Regions from separate parts of the Sus scrofa genome. Here all the other regions are linked to region 1. A link is a contact called in public HiChIP or PLAC-seq data. All regions are on one chromosome and are shown on one strand. The core of a region is the stretch at or near the end of the contact, and the rest is flanking DNA. Distances in the headings are between cores, read along the strand shown.

Region 1 (3,133 bases), core at 403-2,902:
CTTATCAAAAGCTCTTAGTAACAATATCCTAGCTGGTCACAAGGTGGAGATGTTGTTCCATCCAAGATGCTTTTGTGTTGCCCTTGCCTCTTTTTCTACAAACCCATTTCTTTCATTTGCTGTATTTTTTTTCCCTTTTTTTGGTCTTTTTGTCTTTTAGGGCCTCACCCTCGGCACATGGAGGTTCCCAGGCTAAGGATCCAATTGGAGCCATAGCCACCGGCCATCGCCACAGCCACAGCGACACCAGATCTGAGCCTCGTCTGCAACCTACACCACAGCTCAAGGCAGCGCCTGATCCTTAACCCACTGGGTGGGGCCAGGGATCGAACCTGCATCCTCACGGATGCTAGTCGGGTTCGTTAACTGTTGAGGTACTACAACAGGAACTCCCCTATTTGTTCTATCTTTAAATGAAAAGTTGCTTATAAAATATACTCTTGAGACCCTCATCTTACAGGAGTTTTTAACCTAGCTTCTTGTCTATAAAATTCTTCTGACTTGAGCTTTAAACCTCATGTGACTAGCACTGATGTATCTGTCTTTTGGTCTTGTCTTATGCTTCATATCTGTTATCTTTTGATTTTCCCTTTCTCCTTCCCTCACTGTCTTACATTCCTTTCTCTACTTTGGTTTCTGGCTTAGCTAGAGGATTTTATTCCTACCAAGGTCTGTATCTTTTTAAGGTTCTTCTTTAAAAAAAAAAAATTCAGACATACCAAAAAAGCATAATAAAGGATTATGAAAAAAAAATTTTGGCATTAACCATTTTTAAAAATCATTTAAAATCAGTTTCTTAAATATATGTGTACATTAAATTATATATATAATTATAGATATTGTGTGTGTGTGTGTGTGTGTGTGTGTGTGTGTGTGTGTAGTTTTGCTGCCAGTTCCTGAAGTTCTTCCCTGGCTCTCCTCTCCACTATAAAGGCCTTTTTGGTTGTTTGGTTGGTTGGCTTTTTTTGTTTCTGTTTTTTTCTGTTTGAGGAAATCGGGGTTATGGAATGCTTCCTGTCTTTACAGATACCTGGCTGTTCATTCGTAACCCGTTTTCAGACATCCAGTCAGTGGCTATCACACGCATGGGTGACCCTTTCTGAATTCTGGGCTGGGTCACATGTTAGTGCTGAATGATGTGGTTCAGACATGATGTTCTCCTGCCTGTCCACACATAACTCAGTGTGAAGGCTCTGATATTTGAGATCCTGGCAAACTTAGTGCTCCTAAAATTGAATTTGCCTAGCAGGGTGGCTCAGTTTCTCTTTTCCATGATAAGAAAGTGGAGGAGGGGTGTAGTTTAAAAACAAATCCATACAAGCTGAGTATTCAGGCTGTTAGGTTTTAGGAATCAGGAATTCTCCCAGGTTTTAGGGTTTTCCTTTGCCAAAAAAGCCCGTGGACACGAGAAAACAGTGGAAGGAGGGAGTTTTAGATCTCAAGACGGAAGAGAATGGCCTTTAATGCTTACCACCACCCAGCAAATAGGAGATGTAATACAGCAGACTTTCTGACACTGAAGCCCAAGACTTAAAGATAAAAAGATTTATATTTTTTTCTTTTTCAATTTCCTACCCCTTGCCCTCCCCTCACCCCTACTCTGTCTGTCCCTGGTTCATTTCTGATGCAGCCACTGGAGAGTATTGAAGTGGTTATAAATAAACTGATTTGGCGCTGTCATTCTACCGCTGACTGGCGAAATGCTGAGCCTGACGCTTTAGGAAGTGTAAATGATCTCATGGCAGAAATGAAGATTAGGCTCCGTTTCTGACCGGGCGGAGTAAGGAGGTTTGTTGAGGAAAGGTGCTCGTTCAAGTATACAAAATGTTTTTTGAGGTCTGTAGGTTAGAGTCCGTTACTTCTAAGGGTACCTTCATAGTTCCACAAGTTTTAACTTTAGAATTCTTACTGCCTTGAGTTCATCTTATTCTGTAACAACTAGAATTTGTAAGAGAGGATGATTTTCTGTGTTTTGACCATTCCCAGATTGTGCAGATGTGAATGTCTCTTGGACTTCATAGTCGCTTCTTCCTATTTAAAAGTAGAGGGAGGCTTTAAAAAGATGTTATATAGTTATGATAATGTTTTTGTAATAATGAAGTGAAAATAAAACTTACTTGAATAAAAACAAAGGATTTAAAAGTCACCCGAGTTTCATTAGAAGAAACTAATCTTCTTTAAAGTAGTCACTAAGTATATTTTACATACTAGGGTAATCCTCAACTGTGAAACTACTTGTTACTAACGTTATAAAACTTGTTGGACATTTGTTCTCATTTCATCCCACAACATGCCCTTCCCTCCACTGTTTTTTTTTAATTGAGGTAGAATTTGTACAATGTAAAATTGACAATTGTAGTCATTTTAAAGTGTACAATTCAGTGATTTTTTTTTTTTTAGTATTATCACAGTATTGTGCAGCTATCCCCACTACCTCATTTCCAAACATTTCCATCACTCCAGAAAGCAAGCCCATACCCTTCAAGACTCACTCTCCATTCCCCTCTTCCTCCAGCTTCTGGCAACCACGAACTTAGGTTCTTTCTCTACGGATTTGCCTATTCTGCACATTTCCTATAAGTGGAGTCATACCATACACGATCTTTTATGTCTGGCTTTGCTTTCACTTAGCGTTTTCAAGGTTTATCCATGTTGTTGCATGGATCAGTCCTTGATTACTTTTTACAGCTGACTATTCCATTGTATGTGTAGGCCTGGTTTTATTTATTCATCAGTTGATGGATATTTAAATTATCCCACTTTTTGGCTCTATGAATAAAGCTGCTGTGAACATTCATGTACGAGTTTTTGTTTGAACATACATTTTCTTTTTTTTTTTTTTTTTTTTTTGTCTTTTTGTCTTTTGTCTTTTTGTTGTTGTTGTTGTTGCTATTTCTTGGGCCGCTCCCGCAGCATATGGAGGTTCCCAGGCCAGGGTTGAATCGGAGCTGTAGCCCCCAGCCTACGCCAGAGCCACAGCAACGCGGGATCCGAGCCGCGTCTGCAACCTACACCACAGCTCACGGCAACGCCGGATCGTTAACCCACTGAGCAAGGGCAGGGACCGAACCCGCAACCTCATGGTTCCTAGTCGGATTCGTTAACTACTGCGCCACGACGGGAATTCCTGAAC
Region 2 (3,133 bases), core at 389-2,888, 170 kb after region 1:
CAGCTCACTTATTTTTATTAAGCACCATTATAAAGAAAGCACTGCACAACAAACAGATGACCAGCAGTCCCTGCTTTTAAGAAGTTTAAAATCTGGATGGGATCTACAAGGAAGAGATCCTAGCAAAAATAAATGGCAAGCCCCCAAATCCACAAACCACCGGTCAGCGAATCTGCACCCCTCCTGTTGAAGCAGTTTCAGCCTCCGGCTGAAGGATGAAAATTAGAAGGATACTAATTTGGGAATGAGACTCCTCTTCTTGGAGGGTGTGGTCTTGGGAAACGCTTTGAAGTGGTAGACGCTAGACTGCCCCAAACTCGCGCTAGAACAGCTCTCAGGAACCGCAGTGCCCAAACCACCCTAGAGCTACATGTTTATCCTGTAACTACCAAGTGCACGGCTCAGGGCGGGTGAGGCTCCAAGGCCCGCCCAAGAGTTCAGCAACTCTCTTCAATTGGGCGAGCCATTTCCTTGCCTTCCGCGGGGCCGCTTCAACCATCAATCACTCTGCTAGTTCCACTACCAGGCCTTTGCTCCGCCCTCTTTCGGTGACGTAACACCTGGAGCTCTTTCGCGGCCCAGCCCTCAGGCGCCCCACCAGTCGCTTCAGTTCCTCATTGGTCAATAGAGAGCGGAGGGACGGGAAGGGGCGTACTATTTTCTCTCTAAACTCCCACCTCTAGTTTTCCAGTCTTCTCATAGGCTGCCAGGAGAGCAATTAGAGCCCGGCCCTGTCGCGCAGGCGTGCAAAGGTGCTCACCAGTGGAGGGGCACCTCCCCTCAATCCTTAGAGAATTAGTTACACAGTTGTGACGTAAGTGGGCCCCCCTCCCCCGCTCACCGCCTTCACTTACTATTGGCTGTGGCCGAAGTCCGTCACACAACCACGCCCCATTCCCCTGCCTTACCTCCCAGCTTGATAGACCTGCAGGAGGCCACGCCTCACCCTATTGCGGCCGCTTAGCCCCGCGATTGGCTGAAAGACATGGTATGCTTTCCCACCCCCTACTCCTTCCCGAGCAACCGAGAGGCTGGCGGGACCCCGCGGAAGTTGTCAGTCAATTTCCTCCGTCCCAACCCCGCGAGGCCCCACCCCCGGGCCGCGCGCCCTGGCGCGCGCGCACACGCACACACACTCCCCCCTTGCTTCTCCCCAGCACCTTCTCAAGTTGTAGCGGTCGCTCGCTGGGGGTTCTCTGTGGGCGGCGGAAGGGCGCGTGGGGGAGGGGGCTCGGACCGCCCGGGACTTGGAGGAGAGAGTGTGTGTGTGCCCCCGGGGCCGGGGCAGCGGGTCGCCGCCCTGGGAGATGAGGGCTCGGCGCTGACAGGGAAGAGCGGGCACCGCGGCGGTGGCGGCGGCGGCTCGGAGGGGACCCGCGATGGCAGCGCCTCGGGAGGAGGCTCCAGGCAGGGCGGGCTGCGCTGGCAGCGGCCGCTGAGGTGCTGGCGGACCGGCCGGCTGGGGACCCGGGCTGCAGGGACGAGAGGCGCGTTCGGCGTCCGCACCCCGCGTCCTCGCCTCAGTTGTCTAAACTTCGGGCTCCAGTCCACCCGCCCTCCGCTCCCGGAGTCAACAACTTCTTCACCCCCCTCCACCCCCGCCCCCGCCCTCCGTCAGCCCCGGGAGCTCGCCGCGCGGCGGGGACCAGGACTCGCCGGCCCTGAGATGTGGCCGTGAGGCGTCGGCGGGCGGCGAGGAGAAGCTCGGCGGCGCCCGGGAGCGGGAGGGCGGTGCGGCCGGAGGAACGGGGCGGAGGGGCGCGAGCGCTCGGCGCCTCTCCCCCGCCTCCTCCTCCTGCCGCTGCCCGTTCCGTGCAAGCAGCAGCCGGAGCTGCCAAGCGCCAGGGCCGCGGAGATGTCGTCGTCGTCGCCGCCGCCGGCGGCGGCTGCCAGCGCCGCCATCTCGGCCTCGGAGAAAGTGGACGGCTTCACCCGGAAATCGGTGCGCAAGGCGCAGAGGCAGAAGCGCTCTCAGGGCTCGTCGCAGTTCCGCAGCCAGGGCAGCCAGCCGGAGCTGCACCCCTTGCCCCAGCTCAAAGGTAACCTTCGAGGGCGCCGCCCGGGAGGGAGCGCGGGGGCCGCAGAGCCACTGCCTCCTGCGGGCTCCGTCTGCCCCGCTGGGGCTCGCGGTGTGCGAGTCGCGCCCCCCACGCAGCCTTGGCGTCCCCCCGCCTTTTGATTCAAACAGGTTTGCGAGCTGCTTTTCTCATCCCTCCTGGCTTCACCTAAGCCTCAGCTTCTTGGAGGAGGTCGACATCCCTCCTCACCTGCGCGCTCGCTCACCTGCCCTGGCGATTGGAACTCTCCTCCCTCGGGCGTCCCTCGGGGTCGAGTTCGTGTGTCCTCCTTCCCCATCTTGCTTGAACTACCTGTCTTATCTTCCGACCTTCACTTTCCCGAGACCTGCCTTCTCTTTCAGCCACTCTAAACTAGCCCTTTACTTTTCCAGTTTTAAAGCGACCGTACTCACCCTCTCCCTAACTTCCCTTCCTGTGGATCCTTCCCAAGAGTTACAGACCCGGAATCCTAATGCAAACACCAGTGAAGAGTTATCTGGCCTTTAGATTTATTTCTGCAGAAAAAGCCTAAAAATCTAACCAGGGTGGTGTCTTATTTACGGGGTCATTAGATTTAAATGTCACCCTTTAGCCCAAATAATGGGAAGCCTTAAAATACTGTCTGAGAAGATAGACACGGTAAATTTGGAGGAGTTCTGAAGAGTAGATAGTGTTGCCTTGCAATGGAGTGGGAACTTAGTTCGCCAAGCTGATTCCAGGGACTTGGTACGTTTGTACAGTCATTCAAATTGGTATCCGTGCCTAATGCCTTGCAGGAGAGCTTGGCACTCCTTTTGGCTCACTTACTTTTCCCACTAGGTTTAGAGGATTAAAAAAAAAAAAAAGAAATTGGTTTCTGGTGTTCTAATTCTTATTCTTTGTGGATTACTGCTTTTTACTTTTATGATTTTACCAACTTTGCTTTTTATGAGATAACATCATCATGGAACAAGATAATAGTCCTAAACATTAGGGTTTTTTCCCTGACAAAAAACCCCCAATCATCTGTTTTGCGGAGTTCCCATCGTGGCTCAGCGGAAACGAATCTGACTGGTATCCTTGAGGACGCCGGTTCA
Region 3 (3,133 bases), core at 373-2,872, 150 kb after region 1:
TTTGTACTATTCAGTGTACACACCAAGAATGCCGAGGGGCGTCCTGATTCTACTTCCTCTAAAGAACATGAGCTTAAAGGCCTCCACGGGAACTTCTAGAGTTCATTCCAAGATACCCTTCGCAATATGCAGGAGACTAAGAAGGGGTCTGCTAGGAAGATGCCTTCCAAAGTCTTACAGATATCTCTTACCTCCTACTCCAAATTCCCAGGAAAAAGGCAGGCTCTAGGAGACAGCGTGTTCATGATATTTTGATATTAGTTCATGACAATCTGAGAATAGATAAGGTAGATGGACAGACAGACAGATAGATGGATGGATAGATAGATGGTTGGATGGATGGATAGATAGATAGATAGATAGATAGATAGATAGATAGATAGATAGAGCCTAGTGCTAGTGTTGGTATCACAATCTTAAACTGCTACCAAAGTTTCCCTTTTCAAAAGCTACCCTCTCTGTTGTAAGAACTTTAACCTATTTCCATCTAATTATTTTTCCTCTAAAATGGTTAAAATACCCATTTGATTTCTTAGATGCAATGAGTATTGGGGACATGGACTAGCTTTCTAAATGGCTTGTTTCTTTCAAAACAGGAAGCAGCACTAGCCAACTTCATTAAAAATCAGCATCAGAGAACACTTACTAAGTGAGTGATTATGTAATCAGATTTTGGGTTGGGCTGGGAATAAGGTTAGAAAGAAAGTGAAAGAGACTGGCTGCACCTGGGTGGATAAAAAGAGAGCATGAGCTGATGACCAAAGCAGCTGGGTCCCTCTCCATGCAGGCTGCCCTCTGTTACCCTATGTCCTTGAGCCTGAGGCCAAGGTAACCAGATGTGGGATGTCCTACTTCCCCAAGTCCAATGATTAATGACCCTTTTCCCTGGGGAGGGTCAACCCCTTCCAGGTATGATTGCCACTGATGTGTCTTCACATCGGTCTAACTTTAGAATAAAAGAATTTTGAGGAGGGAAGGCTCCTCTGTATTTTGCAAACCTGTGTGAATTGGTACTCAAGTCACACTGAAGTTAGTGGTAAGGCCTGAACCATGCCTCTCATGACTGCCACCGCACTGCCTCGCTTTCTCTGTGCCAGTTCACCATCACTTGGTGCCACAAAATGCAACTTGAACCTTGTATTGAGAGTTAAGCCCATGAGCATGGTTGAACAAGAGCTCCTCTCTCTACGTGAGTTGTGTTTTTCCTCCACTGAAGCCCAGACAAGAACCAATCATGCCAACCACTAATGTCTTTAGAATGACATTGGCTCGTTCAATGCTAATGGAAGACCTATCATGGAGCAGGCACTGTGTCTGAATTCTGCAGTGACCCAAGTAGCAAGCTGTCTTCTCTTGACGGAGTGCCCAGAGGGATCTGTGAGTGCAGGAGACACCTGACCTCACTCACTTTCAGATGGTCAGCAAAGACTAAGGCAGAGGGAAGGCTTTCTAAACATCTTAAAGTTACCTGGGTGTGGGAAGGCTCCCAGAGCAAGAGGAAGAAATTTCTGGGAAGAACCTCTCTGAGATCGGCAAAAGAAATGATTGGAAGGAGACCATGTGTCGCTTTCTAAAATTAGATGTAGCTAAAAATAGCTGGTGGAGGGACTTGGGAAAGAAGGAGCTTTGCCTTGAGTTCTAGGAATGTCCTACAGGGTGAATTTCCACTTTGCTCCCTGACTCTGCTCTGTCCTGAGCTACCACCTCTGTCCTTCTTACTTCCCACATCAGCTCTGTTCTGCTCTTTCACACTTAGCTCAAACTTTTGCTTAAAACTTACTCTCCCCAGTGAGGCTATTCCTTTTTTTTTTTTTTTTTCAGTGTTTTTAAACATTTATTTATTTATTTTTATTTTATTATTTTAACTTTTTATGATTGATTTACAATGTTCTGTCAATTTTTGTGGTACAGCAAAGCCACAGAATGGGAGAAAATTTTTGCAAATGACTCAACTGACAAAGGTTTAATCTCCAAAATATACAAACAGCTCATACAACTCAACAACAAAAGTACAAACAACCCAACTGAAAAATGGGCAGAAGACCTAAATAGACATCTCACCAAAGAAGACATACAGATGGCCAGCAGGCACATGAAAAAAATGCTCAACATCACTAATTATTAGAGAAATGCAAATCAAAACTACGATGAGGTATCACCTCACACCAGTGATGGTCAGAATGGCCATCATTAACAAGCCAACAAATAGCAAATGCTGGCGAGGGTGTGGGGAAAAGGGAACCCTCCCACACAGTTGGTGGGAATGAAAATTGATACAACCACTATGGAGAACAGTGTGGGGTACCTTGGAAAACAAAGCATCGAACTACCAGATGCCCCAGCTCTTTGTTCTTTGTACAGAAAATTTGAGCCTCCCAAGTCCAAACTTTCTTCCCTCTAATTTTTTTCAAATCTTCCCACTTGTTGACCAAATATTTTTTAAACCATTATCATGTGCCGTTGGGGAATTCACACACTGTTCCCCCTACATGATTACTTGAAACACTACAAAGTAATGTATGATTAAATGCTACAGTCTGCGGGGATGTTTCCGGAGTTTAGAGGGAAGAGAGAGATCATACTGGGGCTGGAGTTCACACTGAAGGCTTAATAGAAAAGTAGGCCTTTGGTCTAGATGGAACTAGAGAGGCTGGAAGTAAACGAGGTTAGGGAACAAATACTCACAGGAGAAATTGCATGGTAGAGAAAAATAAAAATGTTAAGCAACTAAAGAGTACCTTATGGTCTGCAACTTCTTCAAAACACACTATTGAATTTCAGAGTGGTGAGCTGAGCCAGATTACAGAAACTTCCAAGTACCAGCTAAGATACGGAAGATTCAGCAAGCTTGTGGTGGGCACCCACCTCCTGTCAAGATATTCTGTACACCTTATCTCACTTAATTCAAGAAGTAAACTTGTGGGGTTCCCATTGTGGCTCAGCAGTGACACACCTGACTAGTACCCATGAGGATACAGGTTTGATCCCTGGACTTGCTCAGTGGGTTAAGGACCTGGTGTTGCCGTGAGCTGTGGTGTACACTGCAAACGTGGCTCAAATCCTGAGTTGATGTGGCTGTGATGTAGGCCAGCAGCTTCAGCTCTGTTTCAACTCCTAGCCTGGGAACTTCCAT
Region 4 (3,133 bases), core at 352-2,851, 130 kb after region 1:
TCACCAACACCTTTAGTAGCTGCTGCTCCTCTGAAACTCCTTTCTCTCTCATGGTCCTCCTTGACCAAGCTTCTGTCCAGCTAATGGGTGCCTGGAGTTGCCCAGCAATCGGGCATTTAAGGCTCTTGTTTCGTGGCCCAGGTAAGTCAGCAGGTGCATCCGGAAGAGACCAAAGGGCTGAGAAGGATCAACCACTTTCATTGCCTTTGTTCCATTGTTTGTTCAGAGCTCTAGCCTCAGGGACACCCCAGAAAGGGAAACCAGACTACGTCTCAGGAAGCAGGCAGGGGTGCTGCCTTCCTGGTAGGAGGTATCCCCAAAACAGATTGGACCCCTATATTTGTTGGCTCTTGGCACACGCCAAAGGAAGCGCTAGATGAGACTTGGTAGGGATGTTTTCCTAAGCCCACACACGAGGCAGGATGCGATGACTTCCAGTCCCAAGAATTCAGCTCTGCACGCAGCACTAGGCTTCCGCTTGTGGGCAAGGGCTTCTGGCACTGGGGCCTTCCAGGGAGGATCACTCCGGAGAGGCCTTGGCGAGGGAGGGGAAGCTGGGCCACTGGCGCCACTGACCACTCCACTGGTCCACACTGGCTGTGCTGGGGCTGCACGGAAAATCCCCTCTCATCAATCAGCAGAGTCAACCATCTATGAGGCCCTTAGCTGGCACAAGGCACCCTAGAAGGCACATGGAACCCAAGGCCTAACCAGGCCCTCAAGGAGGTCAGGAATTTGCTGGAAGGAACCGAAGTATTTAAAAAGTAAACTAATAATAGCAGGATATCTGAAGTCATCTGCTTGTCCTTGTACATATCAGTGACCTGTAAGACTCTTTAAATTCCTGAGATTCTAGGTAGAGCAAATCCCACTAGCAGAGGCGTAATAACAATAGCAGTATCTGCTGCATGCTAGGCACTCTTCTAAAGGCTTTTATATATTATTTCTTTCCATTTCCACAATGACTGTTTGTAATCAGCATAGTTGTCCTTATTGTTTTTCTCTCTCCTCTTTGTCCCTCCTGCTTTTGGTGGAAAGCAAATAGTATTCATGGTGGAGAATGATCGTAGGCTGGGAATTTACCTTTGAGTCATTGTATTTCATGGCGCAGAAGAGCTGGAAGGGGTTTTAGAAATGGTCTCACCCAATTCCTTGTCTGGCAGATGAGGAAATGACCCAGAGGCTTAGCACATCTTCTAAGGGCTTGGTGGTAAAACCTCAGCTGGAATCCAGGTCTCCGGACTTCCTGTTCAGGGCATTTTTTACACCGTCATGCCAGGCCATTCCATTTGCCCCACTGATACCCAAAGAAGTTTGGACTCATTTAGCATGGGAGCGACAGCTCTAAGCATAGGACAGGCTGTTAGGCTCAGGAGGGTCAGTCAGTCTTCTCCGGCTCTACTGAGAAGCAAACATAGAAATGTGAGCTTAACTTACTGTAGATCTGATAGGGGGAGTTAAGACATCTTGCAATCTTTCTGGAAATCTCCTATCTGGAAAGCTTATAATGTGATTCCACAGGAAGGCGGAGCCGTGGTCCTTCCTCTTCTTCAGCAGCTGGGTCATAAATGCTGCTCGGAATATTTTCACTCTTCCTCCTACCATCTATCTTTCTGGAAAGGAGAGTAGTGACAGCCATGCAGTCAGCAGACTATAAATATTGCACTTAACCCTCTGTGAAACTAGTTTTGAGAAGCTTTACAGATAACATGGCTTCGTCAGCTTCCCTGGAGAGTTCTTGGCGTTAGTGCCGTCATCTTAGTCCAGGCTTTTGGTTGCGCACACCAGAAACCCCACTTGAAAGAGTTTAGGCAAAATGCATGGAATTCAAGGAAAGGTCGAGTATCCAGATGAAGCAAAGCTCAGAGATGCAAGAAGCCAGGCTCAGGAACCACAGAACCCAGAGACTTCGGGACAAGCCTTTTTCTCGGCCTCTTGTCTCGGATTCTCACTCAAGGTGGCTTCCCTCCCCTCTCCATGGCCATACGTCCATCTGACAGTCTCCTTCACCAGAGATGACTTTTCCTGATGATCTCTCCCATGGGAGGGCTGGTGTGCGTGAACAATGACGACCAGGGTGGTTCTAAGAACGTGACAATTCCAATATGATCACATTGTTTGTCTGGGAGGAAAGCAGGTCCCAGAAGACTGGGAGGTATTTTATGAGACAAGGATATCCTCTACCCCCTCCTTAGAGATAATGAGTCTGAGAAGAAAACGAGATGCGGAGGGAAAACCCCTGAGATGTCCAAATACAAACCTGGGGAGCGGGATGTGCCCGGGAAGGATATCCTTTTTCCACAGTGACTGCCCATCCAGTGGGAAAAGCCCTGTAGGGCATCTTCTTTGCCTGGGCCCCCAAAGAGGCACACCTGGGTGTGTTAGGACTCGAGACGGGTTTTGAGAGCCGTCAGCTCCCCCCACCCCCACTTCCAAACCCGCTCTTCAGAGAACGAAACTAACAATCCTGTAATTTTATCTGTATTTATAAATCCCTGATCCTTTATGCAGTCTTTTTTCCACTCTGCGCTGAGTCTGAATGTTGCTATTTTCACAGAGGAAATCAGAGGAAAGCGGCTATAATTATAGGTCAAACACCAGCTCCGGAAGCAGCGAAGGCAGCAGGGAGCCGAGGGCCCTGGGCCCTCTTCCGGGTTGCACGCTGGCCCTCTCCCCCTCTTTCCTTGGGCCTAGGTCAGCTCTTCATATCCTTATCTCATATCTTTTCTCCCTTTTGTTTGCCAGCCCAGCATCTCACGAAACAAAAAGGGAAAGTTAGAGCTACGCGCCAACCACTTAAAACTGTGTGATGCCTGGGCAGGCCTGTCCCTTGGAGATAATTCAAATGGAAAAGAAAAGAGAAAAAACAAACCAGCATTTCAGGTCATTGGCCTTTTTAAACAGACCGCCGGCAATATTTACTCCTCCTGAAATAACAGAGTCACATGAAATAAAACTGTGTTCGGTAAAGCCTGCAAAACAAAAGGACAATTTACAGGCTGGCACACTCACTGAGGGCCCTCTGTCTGCTGGCCGGATCGGGGCCTCTGCTTCCTGGTCTCCTGGCTGCTTTCTGCCCAAGGCCTGCGGGAGATCTGCGGGGGTCAAGGTCAGACGGCCCCGGAGACCCTGC

What was found. HiChIP or PLAC-seq counts read pairs in DNA pulled down with a chosen protein or histone mark.
Region 2: a contact with region 1 is called in an H3K27ac HiChIP or PLAC-seq map of skeletal muscle. The contact joins the promoter of PPP2R5A here to the enhancer-like site in region 1. A contact is called at or near these places in 5 of 5 promoter capture datasets (fetal liver, fetal skeletal muscle, liver and 1 more), 32 of 47 Hi-C or Micro-C datasets (adipocytes, alveolar macrophages, blood and 17 more) and 2 of 2 datasets of contacts at active chromatin or transcription factors (alveolar macrophages and skeletal muscle).
Region 3: a contact with region 1 is called in an H3K27ac HiChIP or PLAC-seq map of skeletal muscle. The contact joins two enhancer-like sites. A contact is called at or near these places in 2 of 2 datasets of contacts at active chromatin or transcription factors (alveolar macrophages and skeletal muscle).
Region 4: an H3K27ac HiChIP or PLAC-seq map of skeletal muscle shows a contact between it and region 1. The contact joins two enhancer-like sites. A contact is called at or near these places in 1 of 47 Hi-C or Micro-C datasets (fetal heart ventricle) and 2 of 2 datasets of contacts at active chromatin or transcription factors (alveolar macrophages and skeletal muscle).

What each region holds. Positions count from the first base shown.
Region 1 is chr9:131,244,415-131,247,547 of Sscrofa11.1, reverse strand. All of the region lies in intron 11 of DTL (denticleless protein homolog), which reads left to right. Among named protein-coding and RNA genes, the nearest start is that of DTL, 29 kb to the left of the region's middle. Within about 2 kb of position 1,652, at least 7 of the 83 cell types and tissues checked have an H3K27ac peak or open chromatin away from gene starts, as enhancers often do. A contact at or near this core is called in retroperitoneal adipose tissue and skeletal muscle, where this site is marked.
Region 2 is chr9:131,074,308-131,077,440 of Sscrofa11.1, reverse strand. PPP2R5A (protein phosphatase 2 regulatory subunit B'alpha) reads left to right here and starts at 1,638. Exons shown (of 13, transcript NM_001100192.1): 1 at 1,638-2,039. The coding sequence starts at 1,856. LOC106505045 (a long non-coding RNA gene) reads right to left here and starts at 2,361. Exons shown (of 2, transcript XR_002336046.1): 1 at 2,284-2,361.
Region 3 is chr9:131,096,305-131,099,437 of Sscrofa11.1, reverse strand. All of the region lies in intron 1 of LOC106505045 (a long non-coding RNA gene), which reads right to left. Among named protein-coding and RNA genes, the nearest start is that of PPP2R5A, 22 kb to the right of the region's middle. Within about 2 kb of position 1,622, at least 8 of the 83 cell types and tissues checked have an H3K27ac peak or open chromatin away from gene starts, as enhancers often do. A contact at or near this core is called in skeletal muscle, where this site is marked.
Region 4 is chr9:131,114,714-131,117,846 of Sscrofa11.1, reverse strand. The region is part of intron 1 of LOC106505045 (a long non-coding RNA gene); the gene reads right to left. Among named protein-coding and RNA genes, the nearest start is that of PPP2R5A, 40 kb to the right of the region's middle. Within about 2 kb of position 1,601, at least 15 of the 83 cell types and tissues checked have an H3K27ac peak or open chromatin away from gene starts, as enhancers often do. A contact at or near this core is called in skeletal muscle, where this site is marked.